Linked DNA regions of Mus musculus: regions 1 and 3 are each linked to region 2. Evidence: chromatin contacts called from public HiChIP or PLAC-seq data. All regions are on one chromosome and are shown on one strand. Each heading gives the region's core, a stretch centred on a gene start, on an enhancer-like site or on the middle of the called end of the contact. The rest is flanking DNA. Distances are from core to core; before and after follow the strand shown.

What was found. HiChIP or PLAC-seq counts read pairs in DNA pulled down with a chosen protein or histone mark.
Region 1: a contact with region 2 is called in an H3K27ac HiChIP or PLAC-seq map of embryonic stem cells, with 4 times the contacts expected there. The contact joins two enhancer-like sites. A contact is called at or near these places in 4 of 484 Hi-C or Micro-C datasets (CD4 T cells, bone marrow-derived macrophages, embryonic cerebral cortex and 1 more), 2 of 115 datasets of contacts at active chromatin or transcription factors (the NIH/3T3 cell line and embryonic stem cells) and 1 of 9 other capture datasets (embryonic stem cells).
Region 3: a contact with region 2 is called in an H3K4me3 HiChIP or PLAC-seq map of embryonic stem cells, with 3 times the contacts expected there. The contact joins the promoter of Rc3h1 here to the enhancer-like site in region 2. A contact is called at or near these places in 6 of 39 promoter capture datasets (the 3T3-L1 cell line, cranial neural crest, frontonasal cranial neural crest and 2 more), 1 of 15 datasets of contacts at CTCF or cohesin (the NIH/3T3 cell line), 1 of 484 Hi-C or Micro-C datasets (bone marrow-derived macrophages), 3 of 115 datasets of contacts at active chromatin or transcription factors (astrocytes, embryonic hindbrain and embryonic stem cells) and 1 of 9 other capture datasets (embryonic stem cells).

The regions. Positions count from the first base shown.
Region 1 is chr1:160,689,070-160,692,069 of GRCm38.p6, reverse strand. The region is part of intron 10 of Rabgap1l (RAB GTPase activating protein 1-like); the gene reads left to right. Among named protein-coding and RNA genes, the nearest start is that of Gm23528, 45 kb to the right of the region's middle. Within about 2 kb of position 1,374, at least 5 of the 459 cell types and tissues checked have an H3K27ac peak or open chromatin away from gene starts, as enhancers often do. A contact at or near this core is called in embryonic stem cells, where this site is marked.
Region 2 is chr1:160,399,306-160,402,534 of GRCm38.p6, reverse strand. All of the region lies in intron 17 of Rabgap1l (RAB GTPase activating protein 1-like), which reads left to right. Among named protein-coding and RNA genes, the nearest start is that of Mir1927, 100 kb to the right of the region's middle. Within about 2 kb of position 1,709, at least 2 of the 459 cell types and tissues checked have an H3K27ac peak or open chromatin away from gene starts, as enhancers often do. A contact at or near this core is called in embryonic stem cells, where this site is marked.
Region 3 is chr1:160,904,717-160,907,729 of GRCm38.p6, reverse strand. Rc3h1 (RING CCCH (C3H) domains 1) reads right to left here and starts at 1,319. Exons shown (of 20, transcript NM_001024952.2): 1 at 1,031-1,319.

The sequences.
Region 1 (3,000 bases), core at 125-2,624, 290 kb before region 2:
TCCTCAGCTTAATCAGAGTATCATGGTTAGGGTTTTATTGCTGTGAAGAGAATCTATGACCAAGGCAGTCCTAACAAAGACAAACATTTTTTTTTAATTTTTTTAAAAAATTTTTTGTTAGGTATTTAGCTCATTTACATTTCCAATGCTATACCAAAAGTCCCCCATACCCACCCACCCCCACTCCCCTACCCACCCACTCCCCCTTTTTGGCCCTGGCGTTCCCTTGTACTGGGGCATATAAATTTTGCGTGTCCAATGGGCCTCTCTTTCCAGTGATGGCCGACTAGGCCATCTTTTGATACATATGCAGCTAGAGTTAAGAGCTCCGGGGTACTGGTTAGTTCATAATGTTGTTCCACCTATAGGGTTGCAGATCCCTTTAGCTCCTTAGGTACTTTCAAAGACAAACATTTAATTGGGGCTGGCTTACAGTTTCAGAGGTTTAGTCCATTTTCGTCATGATGGAAAGCATGGCAGTGTGCAAGGAGACTTGGTACTGGAGGATCAAGAATTCTATATCTTGATCTGAAGGCAGCCAGGAGACTAGATTTGTCATACTGGGCAGAGCTTCAAAAAAAAAAAAAAAATCTCAAAGCCTTGCCTCCATAGTGACACACTTCCTCTAATAAGGCCACACCTCTTCCAATAAGGACACACGTCCTAATAGTTCCACTCCCTGTGGCCAGGCATTCAAATATATGAATCTCTGTGGGCCAAACCTAGTCAAACCACCACATTTCACTTCCTGCCCACCTCAACCTTGTAGATACTACATAATAGAAAATATATTTAGTCTAACTTCAAAAGTCCCCATAGACTATTACAGTCTCAACAATGTTTAAAAGTCCAAAGTTCAAAGTCTCTTCTGAGATTCATTCAATCTCTTAACTCCCTATAAAATCAAAATCAAAAAACAAATCATAAGATATATGTTACCATTCCAAGATGTCATAGTGAGGAGATACCAGAACAAAGCAAGACCAAAACCAGATGGGCAAACGCCAAACTCTGAATCTCTGTGTCTGATGTCAGAGCATTCTTTATATCTCCACTCTTTTCAGCTGTGTTGATTGCAACACACTTCTTTCTCTTGGGATCGTTCCATTCTCTGTTAGCAGCTTTCCTCGGCAGGTATCCAATGGTTCTGGGCTCTGGCATCTCTTACATCTAGGGGTCTTCAAGGCAACTTCAATATCATTGCTTCATGCAGTGGCCTCTCAAGGCCTCTGTGCAGGGACACCCCGCCACACATCTGGCCTACGTGATTTTTCTTGGTTAGAGAGGGATATTCCATAATCCCTTCTATTCTTGAGTCTAAAGCCAGAGCCACGTGGTTGAAGCTGCCAAGTTCTGTTCCTTGTTGAGGCTGGAACATGGCGTCTTCATTCAGTTACAGCTTTACCAGCTTTCTGTTTTCCATGATTTCCTTCACTGCCTAAGCTTGGGTGTCCTAGAACTTGCTCTGTAGATTATGCTTACCTTGAACTCAGAGATCTGTATGCCTCTGTCTCCTGAATGCTGGAATTAAAGGTGTGCACCAACAAGTCTGTATCTAAGCTTTCTTTAATACCTTTTCACAAGAAGGAAGCTTATCTGGGTAGGATCTTGTCCCCAAGGTTTCCATTTCCTTAATTCTATTTAACATCTTTAATCTGGTTATCTCATTAAACACAGGATTTAGCTCCATTCTATTTCTTGGTGCTGCTTTAATACTTGAATCATACATTTTGCATTTTTTTCCTTTCTCAGCTTGCTATGTTTGATCAAAATGCTCTTCGTAAGAATGTACCACAAGAAACAACAATATGAACTAACCAGTACCCCCAGAGCTCGTGTCTCTAGCTGCATATGTAGCAGAAGATGGCCTAGTCGGCCATCACTGGAAAGAGAGGCCCATTGGACTTGCAAACTTTATATGCCCCAGTACAGGGGAACACCAGGGCCAAGAAGTGGGAGTGGGTGGGTAGGGGAGTGGGGGGGGTATGGGGGACTTTTGGGATAGCATTGGAAATGTAAATGAAGAAAATACCTAATTAAAACAAAACAAAAATAAGAATGTACCACAAGAAAGAGTCTATGTTAGGCTGTTTTGAGATTTCCTTAATCTGATTCTCTTCACTTTTGCTTCAGACAAAGGTAAAGCAGCCACATTCATTCTTCACCAAAATATCATAAGAATGATTTCTAGGCAACATACAAACACTTCCTCTGAAATCTCTTGAGCCAGGCCTCCACAGTTCAAATCACTCTTAGCACCACTGTCTACCATGTTCCTATTAGCATGGCCCTTTAAGTCACACTTAAATCATTCAACTGATTGTCTAATCCATAGTCACAAAGTCCACATTTTTCTAAACAAAAACATGCTTATCACAGTAATACCCCACAGTCTCAAAGTCCATATTCTTTTAAACAAAAAAAGATGGTCAGACCTATCATAGCAACACCCCAGTTCCTAGTACCAACTTCTTTCTATCTTAGTTGGGTTTATTGCTGTGAATAGACTGGGGGATCTGCCAGGATGTGTTTCAGAGCATAGACTATTAGTATAGTCACAAACAAGCACAATACATGTCAGGGCAACTATCATAGCTATCCCCGTCTTTGAGAGGGATATTCTTTTTGGGAGGCTACAGGTAGCCTATGGTGTTACAAGTGGTGAGGCCCTCAGCTCTCATCTTTACCCTACCTCCACCCTTGTTTATAGTCCTTGTCTAACTTACTGTGTGTACCTTAGGGTGGTGGCATCTGCAGCTGAGCCACTCACCATAGGAAAGGGTCCTTGACAGCTCTCTGCTAAGCATCTGAGCATTTGAGCCTTGCTCCTAATAATCTGTAACCTGTTGAAGATGAATAAATGGAAAAAGCATTTTAAAAACAAAGGCAGGGAGTGATGAACAGCCTATGAAAATCTGAATTTAAAGACATTTTGATGTGTATTACCCAAGAGAATATAGCCCTTAATTCTCTGGAGGAAACCAAAGTCTGGTAACATTA
Region 2 (3,229 bases), core at 460-2,959:
TTTCAGTCTCCCATTTTTATTTGTATTTTATTAAGTTTAACTTGTGTTAGTGTGTTTCCTGCAGACTTATGTAATTATGTAGAGACAGGGTCTTGTTATGTCGCCGTGGCTGGCCCGAAACTTGAGGTGCAGATCATGCTGCCTGCCTCTGCTTCTGGAATGCTATGGATTAAAGTTGTGTCCACCATGGCAGGTCCAGTCCTGTTGGTTTTAGAGTAGCCAGCTCATAGCTTCCTGTTAGAGTAGCAGACTACCTCGTTACCAGAATGTATATATGTGTACACACAGACAGATCACGGAACAGACACGATTGTGAAATTTAATAGAACTTACATGTCCTCAACAACTTTCTAAATGATCGTTACACACTTTCTTACTGCTGGCAAATCATCTAAAGCAATAGTTCTCAGCTTTCCTAACACTGCAACCCTTTAGTACAATTCCTCATGGTGTGGTGACTCCCAACCATAACATTATTTTAATTGCTATTTTATAACTGGAATTATGCCACTGTTAATTTCTATTTTTTATTTTATGTGTATGAGTGTTTTACCTTCATGTATGCCTACATGTGTGCCTGGTGCCTTTGGCGGCCAAAAAGTGTGTCAGATTCCCTGAAACTGGAGTGATAGATGTTTGTGAGCCACTATGTGCATTCTGGGAATTAAACCTCAGTCCTCTGGAAGAGCAGCCAGTGCTTTTAACTCCACAGCCATCTCTCCAGCCCTACATATATTCATTTTTAAATTCATAAATTTAATGTTACCTTGATATTGTAAATACTTTGAGATCATTGCATAATAAAAATAATATACTGTTTGTTTGCTGTGGGAAGCATCAACTTTGTTCCGTTCGTGAATTTTTATGATGTGAATGTGCATGAAAGGAATATTCATTAGGGAACTGAAGAGGTTACATTTTGGTAATATTTATGATCAGAATTTACATGTTCCAGAGATTATTTAACATTAGTCATTTTTCAGTTTCTGAAATAATATCCATCCTCCTGTGTACAAATGGATGAATTTTGGGTTTATCTTTAGATATTAGGTTAGCTGTAAATATTTGGTGCATATCAGAAATGCCTTACAAGCCCAGGCCCTGCCTAGATCAGCTGAAGTAGAATCTAGAGCATTACTAAGACTTTTTTGGGTCATTCTGACAAATAGGTGACTTGCTACTTCTGGTTAATGCTCAATTCTCATCTTGAATTTATGGCATCATTGCCTGGGAAGTTCTTAAAAATGCAAGTAACTATATGGCTCCTGAGAAATATTTTGTTGTTATTGTGGTTGTTCTCTGGTCAAGCATCGGCCTCTGTGTGGTATAAAATTTCCCCAAGTGATTTTAATAAATAGCTATGGCTGAACACCACTGACTTAACGCATAGAGAGCTGAGCCAGAGCCAGAAAACTGGACAGTACAGTCCTAAATTCTACGAACTTAGTAAACCACCTGGCATATTTGAAATTTTCTTTTTTCTTTTTTTTTTCTTTTCTTTTTTCAAAATAGAGCAATTAATGATAGCCTAACAGACAAAAAGTTAGTTTAATATCTTAATTTTTCTAAATCCTAAATTTTGTGATCAATGTGTTTGGGAATACAGCCTTGCATGTATTCAGACAACAACATTCAGGTTTTCTGCCTCACTTGTTATGTTAAAGAGAGGGCAGGGCCTCATGTGTCTGTGCTTGAAGGGAGCCTGCAAGCTTCCAGGAGACTCTTCTGTCTCCACCTCCCACCTCACGTTCTGAAAGAGTACCATGAATGAATACGATGGCACTACCTCCCCACCTTTACATTGGTTTCTAGAATAAAGTCAGCTCCTTGGGCATACACAGCAAGTGCCAAGCCATCTCACGAGGCCCACTGGTAAAAGTGAATGAAGCAATATTTTTATAGTTCCTTACAATAAAGATTTTAGGTTCCCATAGCACAAGTAATTTAGGTCCCTTAACTGAGCTCAAATTATATCACGTGTCTTAGAGGGTTTGTTTTGTTTTGTTTTGTTTTGTTTTGTTTTGTGTTTTGTTTTGTTTTCTTTTGTTTTGTTTGTAGACCAGGCTGCTAGTGGCTGTAGGTGGCAGGAAATCAACAGAGGGTAGAAGTAAAAGTTGAATTGTTCTAAGATGGCAATTAGGAAAGGGAAGGAGGGGAGGGGAGGGGAAGGGAGGGGAGGGGAGGGGAGGGGAGGAGAAGAAAGGAAAAGGAAGAATGAGGGTTGAGAATGTAAGTTGGTAGTAGAGTTGTTGCTTAGCATATGCAAAGTCCTAGGTGAGAGAGAGAGAGAGAGAGAGAGAGAGAGAGAGAGAGAGACAGAGAGAGAGACAGAGAGAGAGACAGAGAGACAAACAGAGAGAGACAGACAGAGAGACAGAGAGGGACAGGTCATCTACTTAGAATCACCTTTCTCAGACTGAACATCTCTATTCCAGGTAGCATCCTGACAACTGGTGTGTGTGTACCCTTAAAGACACAGACAGGTTCCGTCCTCCATAGTTTATAGGGATCTACTTACTGATAGGTAAATGAGTGGCCCACCAATGAAGTCCACTGTGCAGCAGGGAATGGTGCTAATCCCAATTTATCCTGCATCTCTCTTTCTTCTTTAAAAAAAAGTTGTTTTAAATGTTTTATATGCAATATATTGAACACTTTGTTCACTATTCATTTGGGGCGAAATAATAAAAGAATTATAGTAAATGTGAATATGTTATGAAACTAGGGGAAAGGGAGAATAAAATAACCTGCTGTTTGTATATTTTACATCTTATTAGTCATCATTAATAACACAGGGAAGATGTGGCATGAGGGTTTTTAAATAACTCTTCTGAGGGTCTATGAAATCTGTTACAGGAAACAAGTACTTGACTTTCAGTGCTCCAATACTGACCTCTAGTGGTTGCCCATGAAAAATCCCCAGAACCAAATCACCTCTTTTTGCTTATTATCTATCAAATTCCAATTAATCTATCCTAAAAGATTGGGCCTTTAAAGTGTTTAAAGAGAGGAAGAGTAATGCAGTGAATGTTTGGCTAATGTGATGCAGTATTCTTGCTGAAGGACTTATGTTTAAAAGCAACCTCTTTAGTTTTTTTTTTTTTTTTTTTTTTTTTTTTCTCTTCATTTTCTTGAGGACGTGGAGGGCATTACTACACAGACTATAGAAGAGAGAAATTTATCAAAGAAAGGCAGACTAGATTCTGTTCTCTTGTGGCTCCTGTGTATT
Region 3 (3,013 bases), core at 70-2,569, 510 kb before region 2:
TTAAATATGAAATTTCAAACAGAGAAAAAAGAATCTTCTCCAAATTTTGGGACAAACTGGAAAAAAAATGATTAGAATATGAGACAGACACATGAACTCCTAAGGGAGACAGATGAACCACTTCTCTGTCCTAAGTGCTTCCAGCAGATACCAAAGAGGTTAATGATATCGCCTCTGCTGTACACAATTCAAAATGGCTAGTTAGAAAAGTTCCGCTCAAACCTTAACAATCTGTCTCCGTGCTGCCAATAAGTGGCTTTGTTTCCAGTTTCACGGACTATTCTGGGATGTCAAGAGTTACATTATTGCTGCTTCAAAAAGAGCCCTTGTTTCGGCTAGCTCCCTCGGACCTGGGATGTGAGTACCGTGGTGTTTACAGAGACCTGATGTTTAGAACCTTGTTAGGAAAGGTCCACCCCTTACTACTCCATCCTTTACCAACAACCACATTTTGTGTGTTTTTGTTGTTGTACACTTATAGTCTTTTTGAAAAAGGCACCTGCACATGGTTTCGTCTTGGCCAATAGGGTTTATCTCCAGGAACTCCTGGGAAACCGACACCCTAAAACCCACTTGGCCAAGGGAGGAAGGGGGCTGGGGAGGGAGCAGCCACGCCTGGCAGCTAGGCAGGAGCGGCGGCTGTTTACAGGCGCCTACTCCCTCCCCCACCGCACAGACAGGGGTCCAAACAACATTTCCTGCGAGCAAACTCACCGCCCGCCCGCTGTCCTCCGAGGGACCTCGGAACCAGTCAGCCTCGGACCCCCCCAACCCCCCGCTCCCGCCCCAGCCTCCCCAGCCTTCCCGGCGTCCAGGGCGGCGTCCGCACCGCCCCTCGGCCTACCTACCCCGGCAGGCCCTCCGGGAGGCACGCGGAGGCCTGAGGCCTAAAGGACGCCGGCCACTGACAAGCCCTGGGGCCGGTCCCGAGCGCAGGGCGGGTGAGGACAGCCCCATCCCCGCAGTCGCTGCCTATTGTTCTCGGCCGCGGCCGCCCCGCTCCCCACACTGCCGACCGCCACTTGCTCACCGCTCTGGTCCGAGCAGCAGCTCCTCTCAGCTCCGAGTCCCTGCGGCCGTCGCCACCGTCGCGGCAGCCGCCGCCGCCGCCGCTGCCACCATCGACTCTGACTCTGTCCCAGGCCGCCGGACCACGGCCGTAGCCGCCACCGCCAGCGCCGCCTCCAGCCCCCCACCTGCTGCTGCTGAGGCTGCTCCTGCAGCAGGGGCCATCTTGTTGGTCGGCCTCCCCTTCCTCCTCCGCGTCCTCCGCCGCCCGTCGCTCGTTGTCCTCGTCCCCTTCCTCTTCCTCAGACTCCGGCCCGCCCCGAGACTGGGGCGGAGATGAAGGCGAGGCTCCTCCTCATGGGGCGTGGCCAACGGGGCGGGGCGTGGCTAACGAGGTGGGGCGTGGTCGTCTGAGGGCGGGGCCGGGAGGAAAGCTCTGAGTCACCGGCCCCAACGCCCTGTCGGGAGCGGGCGACGCGCCCCGCCCGTGTCTCGAGCGCTGTCGCGCCCCGAGTGGAGAAACTTGTCCCACCTCCTCCCGGGCCACCCGCCTGGCCTGTGGCCACAGTGCCTTTGGTGCTGGCAGGCAAGAGGCCAGGCGGTTCCCGTAAGCTCACTCCTATGGAGTCTCGCGCTGCCTCTGAGCTTGTCACTTTCTGAGGTCTGGACTCTTCCTCGACTCTAGCATCTTTTTTCTTATATGCTACCTCTCCCCAGCCTCACTCGCGCTTGTGTGTGTGTGTGTGTGTGTGTGTGTGTGTGTGTGTGTGTGTGTGTGTGTGTCTGTGTGTGTGTGTCTGTGTGTGTGTCTGTGTGTGTGTGTCTGTGTCTGTGTGTGTGTGTATGATGGCGTTTCTCTTAAGCTCTGGACTCTTCCTCTTGTATCTGTTTTGCATCCCACCCCTTTCCAGTACCCTGTGTTGTGGGGTGTGTGTGCACACATCTTCGACATAATTCGGTTTAGCCAAATTCTGGAGAACCGAAAGAAACGGAATTCTAATACTATATAGTATTAAATTTATATTCTAATTTTCACATTAAAACTGTCCTCAAGTCAACACCATAAAATGCTCCCCGCTCTCCTTCTGCTTCCTGCTTTGTCTGTGAAAGCAGAGAATTTGTTGTTCTGTCCTTTCTTTTTTTTTTTTTTTTTTTTTTTTTGTTCTGTTTTTGAGACAGGGTCTCTCTATTATATACCCTTGGCTATCCTAGAAATTCTTCTGTAGACCAGGCTGGCTTTGAACTCACAAGAGTTCCATCTGTCTCTGTCTTCCAAGTGAAGGAATTAAAGGCATGGGCCCCATGCCCAGACTGTCCTTTCTTCACTGTAAACTCACCAACATCGATTTAAAACAAACAAACAAATTACTTCCACATCTCACAAGAAACAATTACTGGGTGGCTGTTGGGCTTGTTTGGGCTTTGTTTTGGTTTCTTTTTTTTCCCCGTGGGTGTTTGATTGTTTGTTTGTTGTTGTTTTGGTTTGGCTGGGTTTGTTTTATTCCCGGAACAGAAAATCCTGGAGCCTGGACTGACCTGGAAGTTCTGAACCTCTGCTCCCTGAGAGCTCAGATTATAGGTATGGCCACCTAGCCATACCTGGCCAGGCTTTGGTTCTTGAGACAGGCTCTTGCTTTGAGACCAGGGTGGCCTGGAGCACGTTCACGGGCTCGTCTCTCACCTCATTTTTAATTTTTTTATTTTCTTGGTTTCTCTGTGTAGCTCTGGCTGTCCTGGAATTCACTCTGTAGGCCAGGCTGGTCTTGAACTCAGATTTATCTGCCTGCCTCAGCCTTCCAAGTGCTGGGATTAAAGGCCTGTGTCACCACTGCCTGCCCTGCAAATCCTTCTGCCTCTTAACTTTAGGCTTATAGGTGTAAGACAGCATATCCAGCTCACACAGCTGAAATATCACACATTTTCCTGAACTTGGAAGAGGTTTTTTTGTAGTGATTATAACTTCATGGTGGTGAGATTTCAGCTTATTTTTAGACTTATTCATGCC